3 separate regions of the Mus musculus genome follow, and all the other regions are linked to region 2. The links are chromatin contacts, called in public Hi-C and HiChIP or PLAC-seq maps. All regions are on one chromosome and are shown on one strand. The core of a region is the stretch at or near the end of the contact, and the rest is flanking DNA. Distances in the headings are between cores, read along the strand shown. Region 1 holds the start of Stxbp1 (syntaxin binding protein 1). Region 2 holds the start of Fam102a (family with sequence similarity 102, member A). Region 3 overlaps Fam78a (family with sequence similarity 78, member A).

Region 1 (3,110 bases), core at 99-2,598, 310 kb before region 2:
GTAGCCCTGGCTGTCCCTCAACTTGTTCTATAGACCAGGCTTTTCTGAAACTTGCTCTGTAGACCAGACTGGTCTCAAACTCAGGGACCCCCTAGCTTTCTGTCTCCTGAGTGCTAGGACTAAAGGTATGTGTTACCACACCTGGCTCCTTTGTGATTTTTCCTTTTAAAAATGTTTTTAAAAAAGATTTATTCATGCATGTATTTTATGTATGTGGGTATTCTGTTGGCATGTATGCACATCAGAAGAGGGCATTTGGTCCTACTAGATACAGTCACAGACAATTGTGAGCTGTCATGTGAATGCTAAGACTTTAACTGAGGACCTCTGGAAGAACAGCCAGTGCTCTTAACCACTGAGCCATCTCTCCAGCCCCATCCTTTGTGATTTTTAAGTTAGTTGGACTTGTTCATTTTTTCTTTGCACTTTATTTTATTTTCCACCATCAGGGATCAAAGTGGAGACCTTGCATATAACAAGCAAGTGCTCCACCTCTGAGGTACGTCTCCTACTCTTGTTCTGTATTTCCAAAGCAACCTTCTTCATTAGCAAAGATGGAACCTCGAAAACCAGTATGTGACCATGTAGACAGGAGGAAGGAGATGCTGAGTCCAGAGTTGATTCTGTAGTATTTCCTAATTAGATTTGGACTTTGGAAACTACTGGATTTGTTCCATGTCTTGTGCACGAGTGCAGCTCCAGTATACAGAATATCCATAGTAATTCATATACATAGCTTATACATAGTTATGGGAGAATAATATTCATTAGTGACTGATAGATAAATGGTACAACAGCAAGCGCCTCGGGTGTGTTTTTGTACCTGAAAATGAAGATTAGAAATGATGTTCGGTTATTGCGCGAATTTAGTAAAATGATACCTGAAAGGTGTGTAACACAGAGCTTAGCTCTCCATCAATGGTAAACAGACCACAGAGACACAGGGATAGTGTCAGTGTACTGTAAGCCTATGTTGTGGCTGGGAATGGGACTACAGTTAATAAGAATCTGCTCTCAGAGTTCGGTTTTTTGGCAGGAGAAAATGGAAGGCTCCCAAAAAAGCAGGAAGAGCATCACAGCCTGGCTTTAGGGAGATTCCCATGACCTGGGCAGCCCGTGCAGGGCTGGCGAGGGGATTTTAGGACCCTGAGGCCCTGGCGCGAGCGTGAGGCGCAGGGGAGGGCGCTCCCGGAGCCTGCATCCCGGAGGGCGGGGTCTCGCGCCCGGGCCGCGCTTCTATTGGCGGCAGCGCGCGGGTGACGATGACGGCTGGCGCGAGGCCCCGCCCCGCAGCCCCGCCCCTCCCGCGCGCGCTGGCCGCTACACAGCCTCGCTTTGGCCCGAGTCGCGCCCCCGCGCGGAGTCCGCGCGTCAGTCGGTCCCGAGCGCGACTGCGGGGCGGCGGGCTGCAGACAGCGGGGCGCGCGGCCCGGGGGAGGCGACGGTGTCGCGGGAGGAGCATCGGAGCCCGAAGACTCGAAGAACGCCATGGCCCCCATTGGCCTCAAGGCGGTGGTCGGAGAGAGTAAGTGGCGTCCGGGTGCTGCCCCGGGGCCGGCGAAACCCGTTATTCAGGCGCCGCCCTCCCGGGAGGGATGCCCCTCTGGCTTCCTGCGGCCAGCAGGCTTCCCTGACTCACGCTTCACCCAGATCCCCTCTTCACCTCGGTCCTCCTCACCCCAGACGCCTCCTCAGTCTCTATTCCTCCACCTCTCTTCATCCCATCCCTCCTCCTCATACCTCGCCTTCATAAACATCTCGTTTTCCTTTTTACCTTCATCCATTCACTTCCATCACGCCATCTCTCCCTTCATCCCATCCCTCTCCTCTCTCTCTCTCTCCCTGTTCACCTCCCCCACCCGCGCCTTTATCCCCTCCAGCCCACCACCCTCCTCTGCAGCATCACCCTTCTGCACCCCAACTCTTCTCCAGACGTATTCCTTTCCTACCGTCTCCTTTCCTTGCCTTCTGCATATCCAGAGCTCTCAATTCCGCTCCCCCCCCCCTTTCTTTCTGTCTCCAATCCCTCCCTCTTTCCCACCCTCCCTCGTGAATCGTGACGAACGAAGCCTGGCCTGCGTCCTCCTCCCTCCCTGCCTCCCTCTCCCGGGAGCAGGGCGCTGTCCCCGGCTGCAGAGACCCACCTGGGAGCGGCTGGGCGCGCGCCGCCAGGGCCACTCCTGCCAGCTGGGCAGGGGACACGGGGTTTTCCTGTGGCACTGCTTCCGCAAGGCTCTCTCCGCCTCCCCTTCCCCGGGCTGGACTTAAAGGGAGGGGTCTTAGCTGGTCCGAACCCTTAGAAATCCCAAGGGAAAGGGGAGCAGTTTCGGAGTGTCGCGGGAGGAGTGGCCCCAGCCAGCGCCGCAGTCTGCAGTCTCGCTGCTTGTGGGACTCAGACCTGGGCGTCGCTGCGGGGAAGATGTGACTGTTTATAGGTTTGCATGAAAGGCACAGCAGACATGTTTAAATTTATTTATTTATTTTTTTTTAATAATGGATGGGGAGCGTCGAAGTGAGGGCGGGCTGTCGGTATTCTCAAAGATGGGTGACCTAGGTAGAAAAATAGTGCCTCTTAAGTATTTTGGCACGTCTTTACAATGAAACCGCGTGAACACTGCTGTGACTTTGGCTATCTTTTTAGAGTGAGAGAGAAAATGAAAGTGCCTTTTCCCTGTAGGAGAGGTGGAAATTTACAGTTTCCCTTTTCAGTGATCCTGTTCTATGGCAGCTTCCTCCCCGCCCCCCACCCCCCATCAAATGCAGCATAACTGTTGAGCGTACTAACTGCCTAACCCTTATCTTTTGACTGGTATGAGTAGGGGGGGGGGATACTCTTCCCTGATATAGTACATCAGGAGAAATTATTATAAAAACAAAACCAAAAGTCGACCTTTTTAAATGCTTATGCTAGCACCCGTGCTGTAAAGGCTACTTGAATTGTTTTCTGAGGAGAATTGGTGGTTAAGGCTGCAAGTATCCCTAGGGATTTTCTGTCGTCAACATCTTCATTTTCACCTATGGGAAAACAATTGAGGCTTGGAGCAGTTAAATGACTTGCTGAAATCACTGTTAATTAATTTTTTTTAATCTAGTGTCCGTTTCCTTGTAGT
Region 2 (3,086 bases), core at 372-2,871:
ACCCAGAAAGAGCCTGAACTTGACTTCCTTTCCCCATTAGCTGGACTCTACGGACCTCTGCAGGCAGGTCAGGACTGTGTGACCGCCATGAGCTCAACCTGCAAAAGGTGGACTGGGACCTCATTCAGCAATAAACTGGGAAGCTGGACCTACTAGGACGATGACGGACACAAAATCAAACCCGATGGCTTTTTTCACAGGGGAAGGCAGTCTCCTGGCAAGGACATTTGCATTGCAAAGCAGTCCAGCTTTAGCCAGTGGAGGGCAGTCACTCAAGAGGGGGCTGGGCAACCCAAAATCCAGCCACCTCCCGCAATCAAATCCAGGGAGTGCCTGGAACTGGGCTTTCCCAGCCAAGGGGAGAGAGCCAGAGAGCCCTGGCTGGCCCAATCTCTCAATCGTATGACAGCCACAGGAGCCAGCTTGGTGGCAAGGTGGCCTGAGACACCCTTACTTAATCCCTTAAAGTGAAAATCTCAGTCAGCTCTCTCCATACAAATCTGTAAAACGGGTGACTTGAAGAGTGCACGCAGGGCCCTAAAAGGTTTCTGGCTGGTCACCTGCAGACAAATGCCAGGCGCTCTGCCAGCTCACTCAGACCTAAGTCCTGCTTAGAGCAAATCTTTCCCCAGGCGGGCCCCTTGCCCATCCGTCCCTAGCTGAGTCTTCCACATTTGCCAAGTGGCTAGATCTCACTCATCAGCACTCCCCACCCTCCCCTGCAAACGCGAAAACCTCAATGCCTACCTGGACGACAAGCTGACAAAATCCCCGCCATCCAGCAGCCGGACCTTGCAAAAGAGGACCCCGTTCACGAAGGGGACCGCAGTCAGCTCCTCCAAGGTGAAAGTGGTTTGAAATTTAAATTTCTTCTTCTTCATCAAAAAAGCCATGAGCAAGTTCCCTGAGTCTGAAGCCCGCAGGGCCAAAAAGAAAAAGAAAAGAAAAAAGAAAAAAAGAAGGGGATACTAGAAAACCCCAGGATTCCTTTCCCGACACCACACCCCCCTCCTCAAAAACACCAGAGCTGGATCCAGTCCAGATGGCGGCGGAGGCTGCGGGCAGGAGAGGATCTGAGTTCGGAGCCCCAGGTCCAGTGAGCCGGCTGCTCTCACCCTCGGGGAACCCGGGCTCCACTGACATGTAAACAGCGAGGTGCGGCCCCGGCAGCGGGGGCTGGCGTGGAGGGCGGCTCGCAAGCGAGCAGCAGCATCCCGATCCGCGGGGCCCGGCGGACCGGTGAGACTGACGGAGACGGCCGGGCGAACCGCTGGAGACCCGGGCGGCGGCCCCGCCTCCGCCCCGCTGGCTGCCGTGGGAGGTGCCCAGGCGACGCACACGCCTCCGCACCTGGCGCACCGCGGCCTGCGCAGGTGAGGCCCCGGGAAGCGGAAGCCACCTCGGCGACCGACCCGGCTCTGCAGGGACCGCTTCGGGAGGCTCTGCCGGGCCGGGAACGTGTGCCGGTCCGCCTCCCGCTCAGTCCTGGGACCTACGCCGCTCCTGCCCTGCCCGAGTCTCAGGCGCCTTCCGACCCGGCCGGATGGCTTCTGCCTCGGTTAGCACCGCTGGAGCACAGCGGCGCCGTCGCCCGCACCTCCGGACGCAGCCGGCTGAGCCCGACGCAGCTCGGCGCTGCTCGGAGAATGCCGAAGCCCCGGCGCGACCGCCCGCGGAGCCGCGGCCGAGAGCAGCAGGGGCGGGGCGCGCGAGGCTCACAGCCAACCTGCGATTGGACAGGCCGACTGTACGAACACGAATTTCTATTGGCTGGCGGTGGCGTGGGGCGGGGCTCGCGGAGGCAGGGCCAGTTGAGGGCGCTCGGATTGGAGCGCTCGCGGGGCTGGACCCGCCTCCTTGAGAAGCGCGGTGGGGGGGGGTGCGGAGAGGCGGTGGGAGGTCGCGGGGTGTGGGGGCCGGCACTGGAAAGAACGGGAGGAGAGCGCGAGCCCAAGAAAAGGAGAAACAATGACTAGGGGAAACAATCTGGAAACTAGGGCTAGAACGGCCTGCCCGGATCCCGCCAAGACCTGAGCTCAGTGAGCAATGAAGCAGGCTGAGGAGGTAGCACCCCTGTTCTCAGGAAAACAATCGCAGAGGTGTCTCAAGACCTATGCAGGTCTTGCTCGCCTCTAAAAATGACAAGCATCTGTCCTGGCTTTGCCGCTCTTGAAGATCCATTGGAGCCCGGCAACCTTGTGACTCGGCCTGCCTGGTTCCAGGCTGTTATCTAAGGCTTTTGTTTAAAGTTTCCCGATAGTTATGGCAAAGGACACCTTGGGGACCTCGTACTCTCCAAACTATCGGCATTTTATGATTCTTTTTATCCAGGCCGCCAGTGTTTAGGAACTCTGTCCTGAGTCAGGCAGGCACCCAGTGGAAAGACTGGATCTGAGAGTCTGCTGAAGAACTCAAGTAGGGAGGTCAGAGGAGGCGTGTGCTTTCGGATTGGAACGGAAGTTCAAAGGATTCTGACACAAAGCCGGCCAAGCATCGGGGTACAGGCAGTGGCAGTCACTAGAGGCCTGCTGGCCCGGCAGCATGGTACTCAAAAAGTTTGTGGAGTATCCCTGGATGAATTCTAATTTGAGAGAACAGCAGATCAGGCTAGAATCTGGCCCAGTCTTGTAGACCAGAGCAAAGAAGGAGGCATCTCCTGGTTTTTTGAGCTAGATAGTGACTTGATTGTTCTGGCATCAGATAACTTGGAGGAAAGAAAATGGGGAAATGGGTGAGTGAAAGGCCGTTTTTGATCCGGGCAGGAGATAAGTTAAGGTCTGCTGGACTTCCCTGTGGAAAATTAAAGAGAGTTGGGCTGATTGGCATTTGAGATGTAAATTCTCTGCCGGACATCATGTTTGATACCATGCATGATATCATGTTTGGACATGTGCATGAAGACTTCCTGAGCTTACATTTCAGAAGCATGGGTGGCAATCTCTGCTCCTCATAATTGTCCCATAATGTGGAAAACGCAGTCAGATTGGAGATGAAACGAACCAATCCATCCAGACCTCCCTGATGTAGCTAGGCATCTCCTTTTGAAGGTGAGGAAGTAGAGGCCTGAAGGCTTTGTCTTTTAAAAA
Region 3 (3,124 bases), core at 346-2,845, 470 kb after region 2:
TGGCTTCATACGGTTATTCCACTGGTGTTCACGAAGGCCCAGCTTTGCCAGTGTTTGTCATTACTGTAGACTCAGTGACAAGTCCCTGTCAAGAGCTGGGCTTCTCGCCGGGTGTGGTGGCGCACGCCTTTGATCCCAGCACTCGGGAGGCAGAGGCAGGCGGATTTCTGAGTTTGAGGCCAGCCTGGTCTACAGAGTGAGTGCTAGGACAGCCAGGGCTATACAGAGAAACCCTGTCGTGAACACCCCCCCCCCAAAAAAAAGAGTTGGGCTTCTCCAAGTCCCAAATGACACCTACTAGTTTAATGACTGGCTCTCATGGAGGGTGCTGGCCTTCAGTGGTGGTCTGGCCTGGGAAGGTACTCAGAGAATAGTCTTTAAAAAAAATATATATATACATAATCATATATGTATATATGATTATATATGTATTGTATGTATATGGGTGTCTTGCCTGTGTGTATATCACAAGGAGAGGGAACAGGATCCCATGGGATTACAGTTATATACATGGTTGTAAACTACCATGTCGGGACTGGGACTTGAACTCAGGACCTCTAAAAGATAGCAGTGCTCTTAACTGCTGAGCCATGTTTCCAGCCCTCCAAAATATTTTAAATGTGTGTGTGTGTGTGTGTATGTACACATGAGTGCGGGTACCACATAGGCCAGAAGAGAGCACCAGGCCTCCTGGGGTTGGAGTTAAGAATTTTTGCTCATGTGGGAATTGAACGTGGGTCCTCTGTAAGAGCAGTAGGTGAACTACTGAGTCGTCTTTTCAGCCCAACATTCGGGTTATTGAAGCGGGCTGTGACTGGGCTCATCTTACCTGGTATTGAATAATGTCCTGTTTATTGTCTGCTCCATCCCACGTCAGCCCCATGAGCAAAGGGGGTTGAGTCCCTCCTGTCTCCAGGGTCCCAGGACAGTACCTGATACATCCTAAGAACGCAGAAAAGCCTTACTGGTTGGTGACTGAGCCTCTCCTGACCTTCTTTGCTCCCTAGGTCTAGCTGGGAGCTCCCCGACCTCCAGGAAGGAAAGATCGAGGCCATCAGTGACTCTGATGGGGTGAACTATCCCTGGTACGGCAATACCACGGAGACCTGCACGATTGTGGGGCCCACCAAGAGGGACTCCAAGTTCATCATCAGCATGAACGATAACTTCTACCCCAGCGTCACGTGGGCCGTGCCCGTCAGTGAGAGCAACGTGGCCAAACTGACCAACATCTACCGGGACCAGAGCTTCACCACGTGGCTGGTGGCCACCAACACCTCCACCAATGATATGATCATCCTGCAGACCCTGCACTGGCGCATGCAGCTGAGCATCGAGGTGAATCCCAACCGGCCCCTGGGCCAGCGCGCCAGGCTGCGGGAGCCCATTGCCCAGGACCAGCCTAAAATCCTTAGCAAGAATGAGCCCATCCCGCCCAGTGCCCTGGTCAAGCCCAACGCCAACGATGCACAGGTCCTCATGTGGAGACCCAAGTACGGGCAGCCACTGGTGGTGATCCCGCCCAAGCACCGGTAACAGCCAGGCTGCTGCGAGGTGAGACTCAACGTAGTAACAATATTACTGCTCAGAAGGAAACCCAGATGCCCTGTCGGTCATTCAGAAAAATACAACCATTCTACCTTCTCCCGGGGCGGATCTCACTGTGCTAAAACCGGCCGGCCTCCTGGCTCCTCCACGTGCTTCCCTGCAGGGAGGGGGGAGCCAGGGACAACAGGCGCCCACCCACCCCACCCCCAGGGCTCCTCTCCTCCTATCACAACCTCAGTGTTCATTGACTCTCCGAAACACCGCTTTTTTTAATTTTCCCCTCCTCTTTGTGGATGCAGGGGCAGGGGAGGAGGCTGGTTGTCAGGGGACCCAGCCTGCTCTTCCTGCCTCCCCTCTGCCTCCCCTCTGCCATGCGGCCTTATGTAGACTTGCTTTGCCAAACTTTTGCCTTAAGCTGAATTTAAAGGAGAGAAAGAACTGGAAAGGCCACGGATCTCTGCCCTACAGGACTTGCCCTCTTCAGTCAGAGCTGGGAAGAGGGGAGGCTCACCTGAACCCTGCTCCTCCTCCTGGGCGTCTGCGTGAGGGGGCAAGAGAGCGATCTCAGGTCTAAAACCAGCTGTTTTATCCTGTTGTTTGTGCAGAATCAAAACCACAGACTCTTCCTAGAGCTTCTATTCCACCCCAGTAGAACCCCTCCCCAGTACCTGCCGGGGGTGGGGGTACGAGCTGAGCAGGGCATAGATCCTTGACCCCACCCCTCTCCTCAGTAGCCTTAAGTTGCCTGATGGAGGTATTCTGGGAGAAGAGTCCCCAAAGTGTTGGGTTGGAGCTAGGTAACGTTTTCACCTTTGCTATCTCTAGAACCCACCCCTAGGAATGTGGCTTTTTCTCTTCCATTATCTTGGTCCCAAATGCCTGGCAGGGTTGGGGTTGGGGCATTGCCACTGAGTCTGGACAGTCCCAGCTGTCTTAAGGTAAAGATGGCATGCCCTTTCCTCCTGGCCAGCACTATCACACTTGAATCTGGGGTTCCAGCACCCAGGGATGCCCATACGCTAGCACACTGTAAAGAAGCCATATCAGAGCTTCTGGTTCATTCTCAGGGGAAGCGGCTCCCGGACTCTCTGGGGTGGGCTGCATATAGGAGCTAAGCACCAGCTGGAGGGTGCTTAGGTCCCTCCCCTCCCCATCATAGGTGCTCCTGGGGAGGTGGAGGTCTGGGGAGCAAGCAGTCAGCTGACTCACCTGGGAGGTGTCAGGCCATTGTGAAACTGGCTTGACACATGGTAGGCAGTCTTGGGGTCTCCCTTCTGGAGCCCTAGAACTTGTCCTTGAGTGATGCCATGGTTTCTAGAAATGTCTGCTTTGAGCTGCTTGAGGGACACTCCGTTAAGCGTACTAACAGCTGCATCACTGGATTCGAACCAGTAATAAGCACAGAAAACTGTTATCACAAGAAAAAGAATGTTTTTGCTGCTGCTGAGCCATTTGTAGGGGAGCCTCGGAGACAGCATGGGAGGTACAGCTAGATCCCAGCTCTATTTCTACACTTGAGACGCTTGTCCTTCCAGGGTACTTAATGTCTGGTCATTCTCAGCCACTAGGGCTGGGG

The links. Hi-C and Micro-C count contacts between places; a contact is called where the count stands out from the background. HiChIP or PLAC-seq counts read pairs in DNA pulled down with a chosen protein or histone mark.
Region 1: an H3K27ac HiChIP or PLAC-seq map of microglia shows a contact between it and region 2, with 5 times the contacts expected there. The contact joins the promoter of Stxbp1 here to the promoter of Fam102a in region 2. A contact is called at or near these places in 4 of 115 datasets of contacts at active chromatin or transcription factors (embryonic stem cells, epiblast stem cells, microglia and 1 more) and 2 of 9 other capture datasets (liver and pancreatic islet).
Region 3: a contact with region 2 is called in a Hi-C map of CD8 T cells, with 4 times the contacts expected there. The contact joins the enhancer-like site here to the promoter of Fam102a in region 2. A contact is called at or near these places in 2 of 484 Hi-C or Micro-C datasets (CD4 T cells and CD8 T cells) and 1 of 115 datasets of contacts at active chromatin or transcription factors (memory CD8 T cells).

What each region holds. Positions count from the first base shown.
Region 1 is chr2:32,845,470-32,848,579 of GRCm38.p6, reverse strand. Stxbp1 (syntaxin binding protein 1) reads left to right here and starts at 1,348. Exons shown (of 19, transcript NM_009295.2): 1 at 1,348-1,525. The coding sequence starts at 1,489. Gm13524 (predicted gene 13524) reads right to left here and starts at 2,644. Exons shown (of 2, transcript NR_166175.1): 1 at 2,145-2,644; 2 at 1-823.
Region 2 is chr2:32,533,894-32,536,979 of GRCm38.p6, reverse strand. Fam102a (family with sequence similarity 102, member A) reads right to left here and starts at 1,621. Exons shown (of 11, transcript NM_153560.4): 1 at 748-1,621. The coding sequence starts at 893.
Region 3 is chr2:32,067,657-32,070,780 of GRCm38.p6, reverse strand. Fam78a (family with sequence similarity 78, member A) reads left to right here. Exons shown (of 2, transcript NM_175511.4): 2 at 1,008-3,124. The coding sequence ends at 1,536. Among named protein-coding and RNA genes, the nearest start is that of Fam78a, 14 kb to the left of the region's middle. Within about 2 kb of position 1,595, at least 9 of the 459 cell types and tissues checked have an H3K27ac peak or open chromatin away from gene starts, as enhancers often do. A contact at or near this core is called in CD8 T cells, where this site is marked.